Linked DNA regions of Callithrix jacchus: region 1 is linked to region 2. Evidence: chromatin contacts called from public Hi-C data. All regions are on one chromosome and are shown on one strand. Each heading gives the region's core, a stretch centred on a gene start, on an enhancer-like site or on the middle of the called end of the contact. The rest is flanking DNA. Distances are from core to core; before and after follow the strand shown. Region 1 overlaps LOC118148843 (a long non-coding RNA gene). Region 2 overlaps EXOG (exo/endonuclease G).

Region 1 (3,464 bases), core at 72-2,571, 330 kb before region 2:
AGAGATAATAAATAGTTGTCGCTTTAAGCTGTAATGTATTGGGGTGATTCGTTACGTAGCAGTAGACAATTAATGTAATTCCATCTATACTTCTAGAAATAGTCACTTTACTAAAGTTTCCTGAACCATCTGAGACAGACTCTGCTTTCTGATTCATATAGAGGCTCACCATGGCTGTCACTTAACCAGTGCAAGAGAAAAAGTTCAACATTTTAACAGTGCTATGATTGCACGGTGTCTTCCCTCTGAATGTCTTCCGACTCATCACTTGAAGATCTGGGAGGTCCAAGGAGGCGCCCCCATGCTCAAGGAGAGTCTTGGAAAGGGCAGAGCCGGGGGCCCGGGAGGGAATAGAGCCAAAGGGTTAGAGGAGAAAAGGAAGAAGAGAAGGAAAGGGAAGGCAGACACGGAGCTAGATGGCAGAATAAAAGATTCAGGCCTGAGTTAGTCCACAAGAAATTAGGAGAGGCATCTTCTGGAACTCCACCTGTTGTGCAATGAACCCTACCTAAGTCGTCCAGTGGGATGGAGATGAGAGCTAGAGAGAGACCAGTACAGGTAACAGTCCCTAGACTGATAGTTCTGTGTGAGTAATTTAGCATTATTTCCAGATGAGTTTTCCCTGAGGCACCAAATCCTGACTCTCTCCAGCTCTCAGCCTCACGGTATTGTTCATCTCTACAAGCCAGCATGCCAGCAGTCCCCGGGGCCCCACTGAGGAGCCCCGCCTAGAGGAGATGGGCAGCGTCCCCCATCGTGGGCGGGACACTTTCCTCTCTGCAGTTGGCCAGGGCCAGCAGCCAGGCACTAACACAGGGGGCCCTTTGTATGGCTGTGCGGCCTCAGGGTGCCCTCTGTGAGTCATTTCCTGTTATTCTCATTGAGGAAGTCCTGCCATTCTTTAGAGCAAAATTTGACATTTTTACAGGACTTACTTCTGTGGCCTTTTGGTCAAGAGAAAAGGCAGGGATCCTTTCATTTATATTTACAAAGCCATTAATTGGCTCCTTTATAAAATTAGACTCCATTATAAGCTCAATTGGAGTGGGAGCATAGCTTTATTTAGTCCAAAACATCAAACGGTTTTAAAGGGCTCTTTTTTAACAGCCAAGTGTTCGGTGGCAAGCAGACTGGTGAAGTAGGCTGCACTCCCTTCTGCTGCTGAAAATGCAGGAGATGTCGACTCTGGTGTGCTCGCTGCTCACTGATGCACCTCAGGTGTGCCCAGCTACCCTGGAGAGAGAGAAGGGAATATGGAAGGCACCATCGAGAGCCATCCCCAGGTCCCCGCCTGCAGCTCCTGCTTCTGTCTTCAGGTACCCATCTAGCTCCAGCAAAGTACCAGGCTTGGAGGAATCCCCAAGCCTGATCCCCACTCCAGTCCAAGCCCAGGCACAGACAGTACTGGCTGCTCAGCTCACCACACTCGCTGCTCCCTGACCCTGTGGTCTGCCAGGCACTGAGCCTTCCAGAGCTTACCTCCACTCAGCCCAGGTCACAGAGCTGCAGGGATCAGCCGTCTCCCATCACTCACACCACAGTCTGGGACCTTGGAACCAGTCGCCTAAGTTACTTTGATTTCTCTCACTCCAGGGCACACAGAGCATTGAGAGCTGATGAGATGAAAGCGGGTCCAACACTACAATTTATGAAGCAGGAATCTGAGCCAGACTCCTCATGTTACAGGTGGAAAGACTGAGCCCAGAGCAGGAGTGTGGCTTTCTCCTGATGCTTAAATCAGGCTGGAGGAAGTGTTTCAGGTAGGCTCACCTGCCTCCTGTCACCTCACTTATGATACAGGCCCCAGCCCTTTAGGGAAGTCAAACTTTAACATGCACATGATTCACCCAGGATCTTGTTAAAACACAGAGTGTGATTCAGTAGATCTGTGGTGAGCCGAGAATCTTGACTTTGTCGCAGCTCTCAGGTGGTGCCAATGCTGTCGGTACACGGACCCCATTTGAGTAATAAGGTCCCAGACAATGGCAATGCTATGGTTTGTCCCTTCCAAAGCTTGTGTTGAGATTTAGTTGCCACTGTAACAGTACTAAAACGCATACTTTTGAGAGGTGGTTAGGCCACGAGGGCTCTGCCCTCACAGGTGACATTAATGCCCTTACAAAAGGGTGAATTCAACCCCCTTTGGCCTTTCTCTCTCTCTGCCTTTTCACCATGCGATGACACAGAAAGAAAGCCCTCACCAGATGACAGCATCTTAATCTTGGATTTCCCAGCCTCCAGAGCTGCAGTGAAATACATTTGTTCTTTATAAATTGCCCACTCTTGGATATTCTGTTATGGCGGCACAAAGCAGACTAAGACAGGCAGTAAGAGCATTGGCTTGGTGACATCAGGAAGCATCAATATTCTATGACTGGCTGTTACATGCATTTCCCTTCCCTGAGGCTCACAGCCATCAAAGGGCACAGCCAAGCCAGAGGCATCTATTTCCCACATGCCCAGTTGCTTTCCTACCTGAGGTCGCCTAGAGAAGAGCTGTGCGGTTAAGACTGCTGTTGAAAGAGAAAAAGTTTAGAACAGTGACAGACTTTTTTTTAAAGATTTCTGATAGCGGACGTCACTTACGGCTTAGTTTCTGTGGAAATGCTTCCCAGGGTTGCCTTTGGCTACAGAGACCAAAGCCAGGCCAAGGCGAAGCAAAGCTGTGGCAAAGAGGGCGGAGAGTGTGCTTCATATACATTCCCCCCTTTTTCTTGTTAAAAGAAATCTGATTTTCCTGGAGGCATCAAAGTGCCCAGCTTTAATAACTGAAAATTCTATTCTCCCTTGAAGCTAGGAATGGAATTTCACTAAGTTCTGGCCAAAGAAGAAGAAAAATCAGTGGGTATATGCTCTTGTATCCTTCACCTTCTCTTACTTCTTGCTGCCTGGAATTCAGATGTGAGGGTGGGACTCCAATAGCCATCTTGCGTCTATGAGGTACTCTAAAGAATAGAAGCTATGTCTTAAAGATGGCAGAGTCGGAAGATGAAAACAGCGTGAGCGCAGATGGAATCATGGATCTGCGGCATCATCCCTGAAGCACCAACTTCTGCATATCACACTATGTCACAATAAAGAGACCCACATATTCTTTCTTTCTTTCTTTCTTTTGAGACAATTTCACTCTTGTCATCCAGCCTGGAGTGCAGTGGCGCGATCTCAACACACTACAACCTCTGCCTCCCGGGTTCAAGCAATTCTCCTGCCTTAGCCTCCTGAAGTAGCTGGGATTACAGTTGCCTGCCACCATGCCTAGCTTTTTTTTTTTTTTTTAGTAGAGACAGCGTTTCACCATGTTGGCCAGGCTGAGATCCACGTCTTCTTTAAGGGACTCCTCTGTGGATCTCTGTTTCAAGCAGTTGTGGGGAATTTCTAACTGATTCTGTCATCAACCCTGAAAAGTGATACAACAATATATTTATGTATTCCATTCCCAGAATGAAATAATGGAATGGAAATTG
Region 2 (3,318 bases), core at 114-2,613:
ACAATTATTGGCATAAGAGGTTTTCAATACCCATTTTTAGTATAAAGCAACATTCCCGTTCTCTCTCCCTCTTTTTCTTCCTCTTTCTTCCTCTCCTTCACTCCTTTTTTTTTCTTTCTTTCCTTCTCTCCTTTTTTTTCTAAAAAAAAAAAACTCTTAAAATTGCTAGGGGACTTCGATTCTACTTTTGAGAAACCTCATGGACACAGAAATTCCTATTAGGAACCACAGATGTGATCCTTCTACCCATGACCACCTCACAATATTTCAAAGGGGTAAAATACTATCCCTAGAACTAAGGAGAAAAATAAAAACTTGGCCATCACTCATCTCTTTTCATCTCTTTTCTGATTGTCTGCTCTGCTCTTAGGAAGCAAACATCTTTAATCTGTCTAATGCAGGGACAGGTCCTAGTTGGATATTCAGGGAAAAAAAACAGTTTCTTCCTTAAATTTAAGACACTTAAAAAAAGCAATCTTAAAATATTTTAGAGCTGTCTTCTTTAAAGATAACTCAACCTACATAATAATTTTTTTCTACTTTCGGAAAAATTGGGAGACTTCCAGAAATGTTTCTAAACACTAGTAGAGGTTTGGCGGGCTGGAAGCCCAGAGGGCTGGTCAGACCTGGCTTTCACTAAGCTGCAAGTCACGTCCACCCATTTCCTGTTTTTTCATTTATAAAATACATGATGGCTATCTCCATGGGTAGACTGCTATTTTCTGTTTTATAAATGCCTCTCTGATGGAATGATTATGAAGATACAATGACATGTTCGTTAAAAAAATTTTCAAAATCTATAAGACCTATATAAAAAGCTATTTTTGTAATGAACATCATTCAAAAGATACAACTGCATTTGGTACAAAAGTCGGTTTTACAGGGGGATAGTGGGAAACGTGTAATGAAGCGAGATTAGACTAGTTACAAGTCAACATTCAGGCTTCAGGGGAGAAAGCAACTTGGGCACAAATGATGTCCAGAACAGGACTCAGGCTTCACATAAACCAAGTCTAGTTAATCAGAGAGTCAGCAAACAACCCCTTTCATGTAAGATTTAGGTATGAAAATATAATGCAAAGGAAATCCTTGCTGCTTCTGAACCACCAAGCTGCCCTGAACTCTACGCAATACTGAGCAAAAACTGGAAGTCAACTGGGAGTTAACCAGAAAATACAATGCATAAGCTGGCACTCATTCGCAGCCTGAAGCTAGTTTTCTTATATGCTGGCCTGAGCTTGTTCCCTCCCATCCAAGAGACAGAAATGACAATTTGCCACCACCACCCGTGCCACCCAGCCCCAGAAGAGACCCACAACAAACAATATCACATTGAGCCTGCCATTTGTAAGGTCCTACATACAGTAACTGTGCCTCCAATAAACTATTAAGCAGCATCGAGAGGAAAAAGTATGTACCTGCTAGAATCAGACAGATATATTTGGTTACATTCCCCGGGTAAGACAAAAAAAGAAACTCCAAAAATAAAACTAGAGCGACAGATCAAGAGACCAAGCCCTTGAAAAGTCATGCCAATCAAGTGAAAGAAAGAAACCACGGGAGTCTGATAAACAACAAATCCGAACCGGAGTGGGAGAAGGAACAAGAAAAGTGAGGGTCACAAGGTGTGGTAAAGTCAACAAGAATGTGGTGCCCCCTGTGTTCTTTGTAAGTCCTCAGGAGATGCTTGCGTGGCAGCAGAAAGCCTGGAAGACGGTACCTCTCACGCTGGGTACCTGCTCCGGGCTAAAGGGTAGGAGGAGGCTGCTACGTTACGGTAGCACAAGCACCCTCTTTCTAGGCTGTCAGTAGTACTTGAAGATTAGGGTAAGGGTAGGGAGACAACCAGTAAAATAATTTAACTTTCATTAAAACAGATATGGAAATGAACAAAAGCATTCCCTAAATATAAAGCAAGAGACTTACAAATATATATATTACTCCTGTATCTCCAGGTGATGTCTCAAGACTCCTGAGAGCACTTTTAATTTCCTCCCCTTGTAATCCCAGCACTTTGGGAGGCCGAGGAGGGTGGATCACGAGGTCAAGAGATCGAGACCATCCTGGTCAGCATAGTGAAACCCTGTCTCTACTAAAAATACAAAAAATTAGCTGGGCATGGTGGCGCGTGCCTGTAATCCCAGCTACTCAGGAGGCTGAGGCAGGAGAATTGCCTGAACCCAGGAGGCGGAGGTTGCGGTGAGCCGAGATCACGCCATTGCACTCCAGCCTGGGTAACAAGAGCGAAACTCCGTCTCAAAAAAAAACAAAACAAAATTTCCTCCCCTTAGGGTTAGTACAGTGGAAGTTTGCAAAGTACTGCTATAAAACAACACAGATTGTTAAATATTTCTAACATTACCACCACCACCAAGTTCTAAAATCTGAAGCTCACTTTCTTGTCAGGCCATTTATAATGTCCACGCCAGAATCTTCAGGTATGTCTCACTTGTCTGGAATCAATCTCTTCTTGAAACAGGAACATCAGAGAAAGCACACGGATGACCTCAGCTATAATAAAGGGGGAAAGCACACGGATGACCTCAGCTATAATAAAGGGGGAAAGCACATGGATGAACTTAGCTCTAATAAAGGGGGAAAGCACATGGATGACCTCAGCTATAATAAAGGGGGTGACTCTGATTAGAGCTGTCAGATGACTCACTTCTGATAAAATCACTGCTACGAATCTTCCCTCCGGCTCACATTCACTCAAGTTCTATAATGATGTGATCCTTTCCTACATATTCTAACAGACATTTCTGCCTGGCTATAAGGAATCCTCCTCTTGGCCCATTTTCTGTTATTTTTGCATGCCAGCAAATATCACTTGCAACTGCTATCTCTCCACACCATCTTTTATGAACTGCTAAACTTAAGCTTTTGTATATGAACAGCACAGCAATTCATTTACTATAAACTTGAGAGCTTCAAAGAATAGCACCATGAATAACTGGCAATTGTCAGACAGATTCATGTTTGGATGTTCTCTTTGACAGTTACAAGCTATATGCCTCAGACTTCATCCTTAAAGCCTTGATTTCCTTGTCTATTAGAGAGAATAACCACTATTTTTTTGTAAGGAATGTAGTGAAGACTGAAGGAGACACGTATATAAAGCTACTTACATACTGCCTGGTATACCTGGCCTTCAATAAATGCCAGTTCATTTGCTTTACTTCCTCCAAAGTAAAAACACATATATGCTTCATTGCCTGGACAGAAAACTAAATAAGCCCTTTTATTGGGTACAACCTCCTAAAATAAGGTTCAGAGTATAGTTGTAAGCAAGCAGTAAATGTTGAATGGCTAGATCTG

Evidence for each region. A called contact is a pair of places that touch in the nucleus more often than the background predicts.
Region 1: a contact with region 2 is called in a Hi-C map of skeletal muscle, with 5 times the contacts expected there. The contact joins two enhancer-like sites. A contact is called at or near these places in 2 of 3 Hi-C or Micro-C datasets (both in skeletal muscle).

Annotation. Positions count from the first base shown.
Region 1 is chr17:76,703,253-76,706,716 of calJac240_pri, reverse strand. It overlaps LOC118148843 (a long non-coding RNA gene), which reads right to left. Exons shown (of 3, transcript XR_004735859.3): 3 at 1,042-1,233. Among named protein-coding and RNA genes, the nearest start is that of SCN10A, 38 kb to the right of the region's middle. Within about 2 kb of position 1,321, at least 6 of the 16 cell types and tissues checked have an H3K27ac peak or open chromatin away from gene starts, as enhancers often do. A contact at or near this core is called in skeletal muscle, where this site is marked.
Region 2 is chr17:76,377,801-76,381,118 of calJac240_pri, reverse strand. The region is part of intron 5 of EXOG (exo/endonuclease G); the gene reads right to left. Among named protein-coding and RNA genes, the nearest start is that of EXOG, 25 kb to the right of the region's middle. Within about 2 kb of position 1,363, at least 2 of the 16 cell types and tissues checked have an H3K27ac peak or open chromatin away from gene starts, as enhancers often do. A contact at or near this core is called in skeletal muscle, where this site is marked.